Linked DNA regions of Mus musculus: region 1 is linked to region 2. A link is a contact called in public promoter capture Hi-C data. All regions are on one chromosome and are shown on one strand. Each heading gives the region's core, a stretch centred on a gene start, on an enhancer-like site or on the middle of the called end of the contact. The rest is flanking DNA. Distances are from core to core; before and after follow the strand shown. Region 1 overlaps Kifap3 (kinesin-associated protein 3). Region 2 overlaps Fmo2 (flavin containing monooxygenase 2).

Region 1 (5,181 bases), core at 2,003-4,502, 1.0 Mb before region 2:
CGATGTGTTAACATTTTTATAGGATTCAGTTCTATTATTTTACTTGTAGATTCAGTTATAGCAGTATTTTTTCCTCCTAAATGAAAGTCTTAATAACGTCTCAATAATGTGGTTTCCCTTGAGAAAAACCTTTGGGCTTTCTACGCAGCTAGTAAGCATCCAAAAGCTTTGCTCTGACCACCAGATAGAAACGGCACTGCCCCAGTGAGGGCCATCCACTGCCAAGCTCTCGTGCTTCTAACTGTGAAAGGAAAGGAAATAACTGAAAATAGCTTTCCAAGCGACACTGCAACCTCTCCAGGGAAAGACATCTTCCCAAGGTTCCAGTGATTTTTGGCTTGCATTTCTATTTTTTAGTAACATTTACAGTTTGCTAATGCTGATCTAATAAATCTAGCTTTAATAATCTAATAAAATCTAGCCTTAAAGGTTATAGGCCCAATTTACTAATAAAATCTAATTCAATTTTCCATGGGAAATGCAAATAATTAGTGTCCAAGCAGTGGAGGGAGGCCTTTTCACCGCACTAAAGAAGCTGTCTCTAAAAAGTCTCAATAAAAACGACAAGTAAGACAAGTAGAGCAAACTCACAGGGATGTATTTAACAGGCACCAGAGAAGCACCATTCTCTTTAGAAGGGACTTGCACAAGACAATCACTCTCCAACCAAATGAGACAACCTCATTCTTTCACTTTCATTTTAGTACAACTGGATTTACTCTTTAGAGAGAGTTTAAGGTAATGAACTAATTACTTAATGCGTTAATATACTCTTCATAGCTTGCCTTCAAGAAAATGTGAAATACCAATTTGCAAGAAGACATGTCCAAATGTATTAAAGCAAAATAGGTTTATAATTTGTCTTGCTATGAAGTGAATGTTATACCTCCCTTTTAAAAACATTTTCTCTCTACTGCCTCAAACAGAGGTCACCAGGAATAACGTCTGATGTCCTTGTCATCTGGATGCAGTAACCGTGTGCAACAAAGGCTGCTCCTCGGACTGAGCTTAAGGGCTTCAGTATTTATCACTGCCCAGTTCCGGTTGGTTCCCTAAAAATCTCTGACCCTTAATTTCTATTTTCACTCTTCACCCTCTTCACATACATGACTTGATCAAATGTGACATGTGCAGGTATGACGGTCAGAGGCATGTGAGTCATTAGCTTTGGTGTACTCAGATTTTTAAAAAGTCTTAAACATTTTCTTGGAAAAATTTAAAGGTTCCTAGGAATACTTTACTTTGAGAAATGCAATTGGTAATATCCAGAAAGTATAATAAAATTTCTCATAAGGATCCTTTCACATAGCAAGTCTCCTAATGAAAACAACCTTTATGTGAGTTTCCCCACCACGGACATCTTAGAGCTCCTGCCATTCATGCTCAGCAGGTTTCTGCATCCTACAAGTTTACAGGGAGAGTGATCACTGCACTGTTTTAGGCATGATTTCCTTTGTTATATAGCTTATGAATGATTTTATTAATTTCAGGAAATTCTGCGACATATTTCCACTCCATCAATCCTGACAAAACTAGAAAGAGCTTAATTATTCCTCTGATTTAGACCTGGACAGCATTTACTACTGTGTTTGAGATGTTTTTACATAAGCTAAAAAATCCCTTCGATAACTTAATATTCATAATTAATTTTCAATATATTATAAAAGTTTGCATAGATCTACATATTTTCCGGTAGAAGCATCATTATAAAACAAAGCAATTTTTAAAGTAATGGGATGCTATACTGCTATTCAACCTTGCTGTTATATTCTCAATATACATACATATGTATTTATAAAGAAACTGTGTCTTTAAAAATTATTTTCTCATTTGTATGTATGAGTGTTTTACCTGGGTCTGTGTATACCATGTTTGTGCCTGCTGCTCACAGGGTCAGAAAAGGTCATCAAATCCCTTGGAACTGGAGTTACAGATGTTTGTGAGGCAACATGTGGGTACTGGGAATTGAATCTCAGGTCCTCTAAAGAAGCGGTGGTGCTCTTAACTGCTGAGCCATTTCTCCAGCCCCTCTTCTGTATTTCTTTTAATCAAGGCTTTAAAAAAAACTTTATTTAAACCTATAAGCAGTTCTTTTAAACATGCCTGCAAGTCTCCAGAACTAAGGTGTTTTGGGGACCTACACATATAACCACGTCAAGAACTCAGTGTATAGAAGTTTAGCAGTGCATTAAATATACAGGACACTGAATGAGTTATTTTATTTTTAAGATTATATATTGTTTGATAATGGCCTTGTCCTAAACCTGGTAAGTTAGGGTTTTGATGGGGGATAAGGGCAGCCTTAGAGTGAAAGAAGTGACTCTCACTTGTATACACAGAATCCTAGTGATAGGAAAAACAACACATGAAAAACTAAGTGGTTGGTAGTATAAGGATGCTTCCTAGCAGGTCTGACCACCCGCATTTAATACTTGGGGTCCATGATGAAAGGAAAGGACTGATGCCTGCAGTTTCCCTCTCATCTCCACATGCATGCCATGGCAGGTACAGTCAATATGGAAGTGTAATTTATGGTTAAAATTTATGGTCTAAATGATTCTTTCATTCAGAGAAATAATCTGCTACTTCATTATGATCCTGAAACTAACACTTCAGCCGTTATTTAATGGTTCACAAGATAAGGAGGCTTCAGTGAAAGGCATACATGTATAATATATAAGCTCAAGCACAAAACAAATAACAGTAAATACGCTAAGAAAAAAGACAAGAGGTTGTAACTAACACACAGAAAACGAAGGCGTATGAAGCAGGGAACAGGTCATGGGCGAGTCCACTTCACTCTGACCTCAGCGAGATGGTCAGTGATGACATCATCCTACCAATAACAAAGAGCGCCAGGCTCTCTGAAAAATATTTTTCAAAGCCCCAAGGAAACTGAAGCAGACTGCGTTTTTTTTTTCCAGTTTATGAAAATTGGATTCCTATAAAAGGAAAATGGACCATTTTTACTGCAACAAAAACTGATTTGTAAAAGCTGGAAGCAGTTTAAGAATACTCTCAACATGAGGTTCTTGTTAGTCTTGAAAAGTAAGAGTTATAATAAAAAAATGTCCAAAAATATGGCATGAATACATAGTACATAACATTAAAAAAAAAAAAAAACAACCAAAAACCTTGCCTTGCTCCCATTATTTTTAATTAGCTTCAATACCAAGTTCCACTTCACTCCCAACCCCAGTTCAGAGCTGGGGAGATTTACATTTGACACTGTGATTGGCAACCTCAGAGCTAATGCCTTGGAGCCCTAATGCATTTTGCATTAGCTCTAAATGTCGGGAAACCCTGGCGCCAAGAGGTTCAAACCAATAGTGACACGTGTCTAAAGCCAAGGATTTGCTGTCCAACTGCCAGTATCTATTTTATCAAACGTCCGGTCTCTCTTGTAGAATGAGATAGATGAGTTTAACAGCTTTCACTGTTTCCAATTAAACTGACTCACCACATTACAGAAATGCAGACCCTCAGACTACGAAGCACCTTTGACTTGAGCTTAGGAAAAGCAACGATATAGATTAGGTCTTAACACTTTTTTCAATTTGGCTTAGTTTCTCAGATTTTAATTCATATATCTTTTAATTATCAAACATAAAAATTAATTCTTTACCTAGCAGGCACCCGGGATCAACTGCTTTACAGGAAGCTACTCAAATTGAAATGTTCCCGTAATAAAGCCTGAAAGCCATGGAAGTCGAGTGGCGGTGGCACTTCCCATTGCTGTAACTTTCTCATGCTCTGTCATACATGCCACTGCCAATCACTACAAATAGTGTTGATGAGACAATGCTCCTGTTTCCGCATTAATCTTTTACTATTCTTCCCTACATAACTTTGCTAGGTTTAGCTGTCCTCAAGACAATGATGAGGAAGCAGGGAAGAGTTGGTAGGTAATCTGGATATTTCCCTGACTTAGGGAGAGGCTCCAGAGGCAGCACTTCTTCCCTCTAAGGGTAACCAGGCTTGTCAGATTTTAAATCCACAGCCTAAGTTCTTTGTCTTTTCAACACCAGGAGAGGTGAGAGTTAAAGACAACAATTTCAGGTTAGTGAATGGAACATTTATGGAAATATATTCTTATATTATTTAAAGTCAGTTAATAAAATGGAAATTTTCATAATCAGCATTTTTTTTGCTTTTTTTAATTGGATATTTTCTTCATTTACATTTCAAATGCTATCCCAAAAGTCCCCTATATCCTCCCCCCTACCCTGCTCCCCAACCACTCACTCTCACTTCTTGGCCCTGGCTTTCCCCCTCCCTGTACTGGGACATATAAAGTTTGCTAGACCAAGTGTCCTCTCTTCCCAATGATGGCCAACTAGGCCATCTTCTGCTACATATGCAGCTAGAGATACAAGTTCTGGGGGTACTGATTAGCTCGTATTGTTGTTCCACCTATAGAGTTGCAGACCCCTTCAGCTCTTGGGTACTTTCTCTAGCTCCTTCATTGGGGGCCCTGTGTTCCATCCTATAGATGACTGTGAGCATCCACTTCTGTATTTGCCAGGCACTGGCAAAGCCTCACAAGAGACAGCTATATCAGGGTCCTTTCAGCAAAATCTTGCTGGTGTATGCAATAGTGTCTGCGTTTGGTGGCTGATTATGGGATGGACCTCCAGGTGGGGCAGTCTCTGGATGGTTCATCCTTTGGTCTTAGCTCTAAACTTTGTCTCTGCAACTCCTTCCATGGATATTTTATTCCCTATTCTAAGGAGGAATGAAGTATCCACGAGTTGGTTTTCCTTCTTGATTTTCTTGTGTTTTGGAAGTTGTATCTTGGATATTCTAGGTTTCTGGGCTAATATCCACTTATCAGTGAGTGCATATCAAGTAACTTCTTTTGTGCATAATCAGCATTTTGATTTGATATTATTTAATGAGTTTTAAAGTTTATCTCCTACATATGAGAAACTAAGATCTACCTTGTAGTTTAAGATTTCAGATTGGGAACATCACACAGCTAGATCATCGTAACAAAATGTGTGAATAATTATTGCAATTTAATATGTTTAAGTATTTGCAGAATTAAAATAAATATGCCTAACTGAAGATCCATGGTTTTCTACTGTCAAAGGAGAATTTCATCGCAGAGGAGGTGTAGGAAAGAAATGGGAGGTAGATATAGTCAAAACACAGTTTATGTATGTATGAGATTCTCAAAGA
Region 2 (4,775 bases), core at 1,183-3,682:
TCATCCATTAATATTTTTAAATACTGACTTTTAGAAATGTAGTGCAAGGACCAAGAGATAGCTCAGTCACAAAGGTGTTCGTTTCACAATCATGAGGACCTGAGTTTAATCCCTAGAACTTAATTTTTTTTAAAACCATGTGTGATAGCACACAGTGTTGGGGAGGTAGACACATATAGATACCTCAGGATTGTTAGCCAGGACTCTGTCTACTTGACAAGCTCTAATCCAATGAGATACTTTGTCTCAGATAGATAGATAGATAGATAGATAGATAGATAGATAGAGATAAATGATAGGTGATAGATGGTAGATAGATAGGTGATAGATGATTGATAGATAAGTAGATGCTAGATTGATAAATAGATGATAGATAGATAGATAGATAGATAGATAGATAGATAGATAGATAGATGATAGATAGATAGATAGATGAGAGATAGATAAATTTTTAGATAAATGATATATCACTGTCACCTTTAGCTTTTCAATGCCTTCAGCCCTTGCCATACAGAACAAGTAAAAAAAAAAAAAATAACCAGCCAGGCAGTGGTGGCGCACGCCTTTAATCCTAGCATCTGGTAGGCAGAGGCAGGTGGATTTCTGAGTTCAAGGCCAGCCTGGTCTACAGAGTGAGTTCCAGGACAGTCAGGGCTACACAGAAAAACCCTGTCTGTAAAAAAGAAAAGAAGAGAAAAAGAAAAGAAGTAACAAGCAAAATGTGAAGCACAGCAGAAAGGGGTGGGAACCATCAGCCCCCAGCTCCTCCACGCTAGAAACAGCTCTAAAGGTTGGGAGGAAGAGAATGGAATAGGACAGGAATAAAGGAACTGAGCAGTGTTTGCTGTTAGCCAAGTAAAGAGTCATCCAGAGGCACTCATTCCGTGTACTCAGTGATTTACACGTCACTAATTTGGACTTTGGGCAGATATCCCAGAGATTCAAATATGAAATTTTAAAACCACTTTTATGTTTGATTTTTTGATGCCATGAAGCTATTTTTGCTATATACCTGTGCCTTATAATTCATTAAACTTTTACATAGAACCCCTCTTCAGCAGTTATTAATTATATAAATCTATAATTAAAATAGAATAGTAAGCTCTCAGGTCTTCACATCTGGGGCTGAAAGTATGCAACTGAGAGATGGCAGCCTGAATGAACCTTGACCTTCATGTGGATTCCAGTCGTCACCTAGGGGTTAGACGTCTCTGCATCAAAGCCGGTCACTATAGAAGGAGAATAAATAAAATAGAACATGCCATGTTGACCCTACAGAAGGAGAAACAGGAAATAGTAGAAAGAGACAATGATGGAGTATTTAAATAGCATGTCCAAGACCTAGTTCAATGTTGTCAAGTCTGCATCAGAGCAACAACAGGAACAGATTGAAGTCAAAAGCAAATGTCCGCACACAGACCAGGAGCAAAGCAATGCTCTAGGAGGTGATTCTCCGCAAGTGTAGGTGGGATTGAGGTCCTTTCTCAAAAAAGAAAAATCTGTAATCCCTGCTCCAAGGCCAACCTACAAAACAATGAGAGTTTGTGTGTGCTTGTACTTCACATCAATCTATAACTTCTTTTAGCCTGCACAATAAAGTCATAAGAAAGATGCTAAACTGCCTCCATTCTGGGAAAAAAAAAAAAACTAGGGCATAGAGCAATCCAAATAACTCATACGAGGCAAGTCAGCTAATAGGGAGTAAGGCTGAGATTCAAACCTAGGAAGTCTGGACCCAGAGTCCATGGCCTAAACCTCTTAAGAAAATTGGATGTCTTGCAAATGAGTCTTATTTACTTATTGAAGACAATCTTAACAGAACTAATAAAAATGAAACAAAAAAATTGGGAAGTTAAAATGATGTATTTGGACCATAGGAGGGTAACAATAAACCAAAAATAAAAATCTTTGACAAGACTTTTAAATGTACATTTTGAAAACAAGAGAAAATTTAATGTTCAATGCAAAAATATACACAATAATGACAATTAATGAGGAAGAAGCCATGAATTTGAAAGAGAGAGGAATCAGAGAGTACTCAGGGGGAACTGGAGAGAGGAAATGGAAGTGGGGAATGATATAATCTCAAAACATAAAAATGATTTAAAGGAAAATGATGGGTACTTGGAGAGGAATAGAACCACAGGCAATGGTTTTGACTTTTAAAATGCATAATGTTCTTTTTAGCTCGTGAAAGAGGCAATTGCTCTTGTTATTCCCCATCCAGAATAGTGGGATCCAGGCATGCCTGACTACAGCCATTACAAAGTAGGCACACGCTTGCAAGACCTGTGATTATTCACCACAGATCTTCTTGGGTAGACTCGGTGAGAAGAAAGAAGGAACAACAGACCACACTGTAAACACAGGAGAAGTAGACTGACCAAGAGAATTAGTGCAAGGATTTTTGTCATGCCTCCAGAACATTATCCGGGCTTTGGGCCACTCCTCTATCAGCACATGTTACCAAATAGCAGCTGCTGAAGAGAAGAGAAAGAACTAGGAGGACCTCACTTTGACGTTAAATACTTTTAAAATGGAACCTGGGGGCTGGTGCAGTAGCTCAGTAGATACAGTGGTTTCTTCACAAGCAGGGGACCTGGGCTTAACCCCCAGAACCAGAGAAGAAAATGGGAGAAGGAAATGACTAAAAGTTATTATTATATAAATGTATGAGACTATTAAACAATGAAAAAGAGTTAAGAGGAAGGAAAGGAGGGAAGAAGGAAAGAAAGGAGGGAGGGAGGGGAGGAGGGAGGGAGACACATAAACTAGTATTGGTGGTGCTTGCTTCCTGTGCTGGGGAGGCAAATGGAGGCAGTTTCCTGGACACTGGACAACCAGCCTAGCCTAATGAGAATCCTCTCAAGGCAAACTAAAGAAAACCCAAGATGGATAACAATGAAAATGATACTCAAGGTTGACCTCTGACGTCCTTTTACACACACACACACACACACACACACACACACACACACGTGCACATACACACACACATCTTCACACATACACTACACACAAATTAACACAGTAAATAGAATTCAGCCAACTGCACCACCAAACACCTTTCATAGCAACTGGTCAAATTTCACCTGCTGTTGAAATTTCTTTTCACCAGGTGTTTGTCAGCACCAGACATGGATCCTGGGTCATGAGTCGAATCTCTGAAGATGGCTACCCTTGGGACATGGTGTTCCACACTAGATTTAGCTCCATGCTCCGAAATGTCCTGCCCCGCACGGTCGTCAAGTGGATGATGGAACAACAGATGAATCGATGGTTCAACCATGAAAATTATGGTCTGGTGCCTCAGAACAAGTACTGTTATTCTGTTTTTGTGGTATACTCATCACAGCCAGGGTTGCCTGATGTGGTCTTTCTTTGCAAAGGTCCTATTTGCTATGATAGTTTGAGCTGTAAGCCAACAGTATGTATAATTGTATCGATCCTGGAGTTCTAATTCCAAATTTCTACTGTGTGTCAAAAACAAACACACAAAACACTCACACATACATATACACACACAGAGGGAGAGACAGAGAGAGAGACAGACAGAGAGAGAGAGAGAGAGAGAGAGAGAGAGAGTTAAGAAGTTGGGATAGAGGCTTAGACACCGCTCCATAACTCAGGGTTGGGGTTGATTGGAAGAGCTTTCTAACACTCAGACTGTCCAAGGCTCCTCAAGAGTTGGTGATCCTCTCAGAGCAAGGTGATGGGAAAAGACAGCTCTCCATCTGATAGGTCAACCCTTGCCACGCCCATGTACCCTGAAGGCTGTTTCCAAAGGAACATGTAGCCAGAAGACAAATATTTACTAATATCAAAGTAAACATTGCTGATGTTTGTTTACCTTTTTCAAATGTTAGCAGTCTCCTACTCCTGAGGATAGGAAGACATTGAGAGTCTTGTAATAGATGCCCCCATTAGGCTGAATGGTGGATGAATCCAGTATCCATGTTATGTATTGCCTTGTTTGGAAGAGAGAGAAAGAGAGAGAGAGAGAGAGAGAGAGAGAGAGAGAGAGAGAGAGAGAGAGAATAAAATAACTTATAAACCAAGAATTCCAGAAATACAATCAGACTTTGCTCCACCACCCACCACAAACAGGGCTCCTATGGATACTGAGATCAGTAAATATCAGCAACTTTCATTTTATCCATTGATTTTCACACTGACCCCACAGTAGGTCTCATTGCTAATGTAGTCTATTTTCCCTTATTTACTATCAGGTAGAGATTAAATGAAGCTACAAATAATGAAAACTACATAGCATAAAAAGAGAGAGAGGCACCGAAGGGCAGTAATTACCGGCAAATTCAAAGATTAACAGTAGGTGCTGGGTGGGATCATATCTAAGCCCCTGGAATGACTTCCACCTTTAGGTTGATTTTTGCTGTTATCATCTACTTGAGATTGTCAAGATTCGAATGAGTTCAATAACACAGTTTGGGGCAGGCAAATTAGTTGAGTTAGAGTTTCCTGGCTATTTAAAATAAAACCCTGAATTTTCAGCACTACCCCTAAAACTGTCAGTGACCCCTCTAAATGCATTCTTTCCTGTGTGCCTCAGATACCTTATGAAAGAACCTGTGCTAAACGACGACCTCCCCAGCCGCCTGCTGTACGGAGCCATCAAAGTAAAAACACGGGTGAAGGAGCTCACGGAGACAGCTGTGGTCTTCGAGGATGGCACGGTGGAGGAAGACGTGGATATCATTGTCTTTGCCACGGGGTATACGTTCTCTTTTTCTTTCCTGGAAGACTCACTTGTTAAA

The links. Capture Hi-C pulls out chosen DNA fragments and counts their contacts.
Region 1: a contact with region 2 is called in a promoter capture Hi-C map of adipose tissue, with 2.8 times the contacts expected there. The contact joins two enhancer-like sites. A contact is called at or near these places in 3 of 39 promoter capture datasets (the C10 cell line, embryonic stem cells and pre-B cells), 1 of 15 datasets of contacts at CTCF or cohesin (large pre-B cells), 27 of 484 Hi-C or Micro-C datasets (B cells, the C2C12 cell line, CD4 T cells and 21 more), 1 of 115 datasets of contacts at active chromatin or transcription factors (astrocytes) and 5 of 9 other capture datasets (adipose tissue, embryonic tail, embryonic trunk and 2 more).

The regions. Positions count from the first base shown.
Region 1 is chr1:163,892,077-163,897,257 of GRCm38.p6, reverse strand. The region is part of intron 19 of Kifap3 (kinesin-associated protein 3); the gene reads right to left. Among named protein-coding and RNA genes, the nearest start is that of Scyl3, 35 kb to the left of the region's middle. Within about 2 kb of position 3,252, at least 9 of the 459 cell types and tissues checked have an H3K27ac peak or open chromatin away from gene starts, as enhancers often do. A contact at or near this core is called in adipose tissue, where this site is marked.
Region 2 is chr1:162,880,533-162,885,307 of GRCm38.p6, reverse strand. It overlaps Fmo2 (flavin containing monooxygenase 2), which reads left to right. Exons shown (of 9, transcript NM_018881.4): 6 at 3,119-3,318; 7 at 4,571-4,775. Among named protein-coding and RNA genes, the nearest start is that of Gm32197, 10 kb to the right of the region's middle. Within about 2 kb of position 2,432, at least 7 of the 459 cell types and tissues checked have an H3K27ac peak or open chromatin away from gene starts, as enhancers often do. A contact at or near this core is called in adipose tissue, where this site is marked.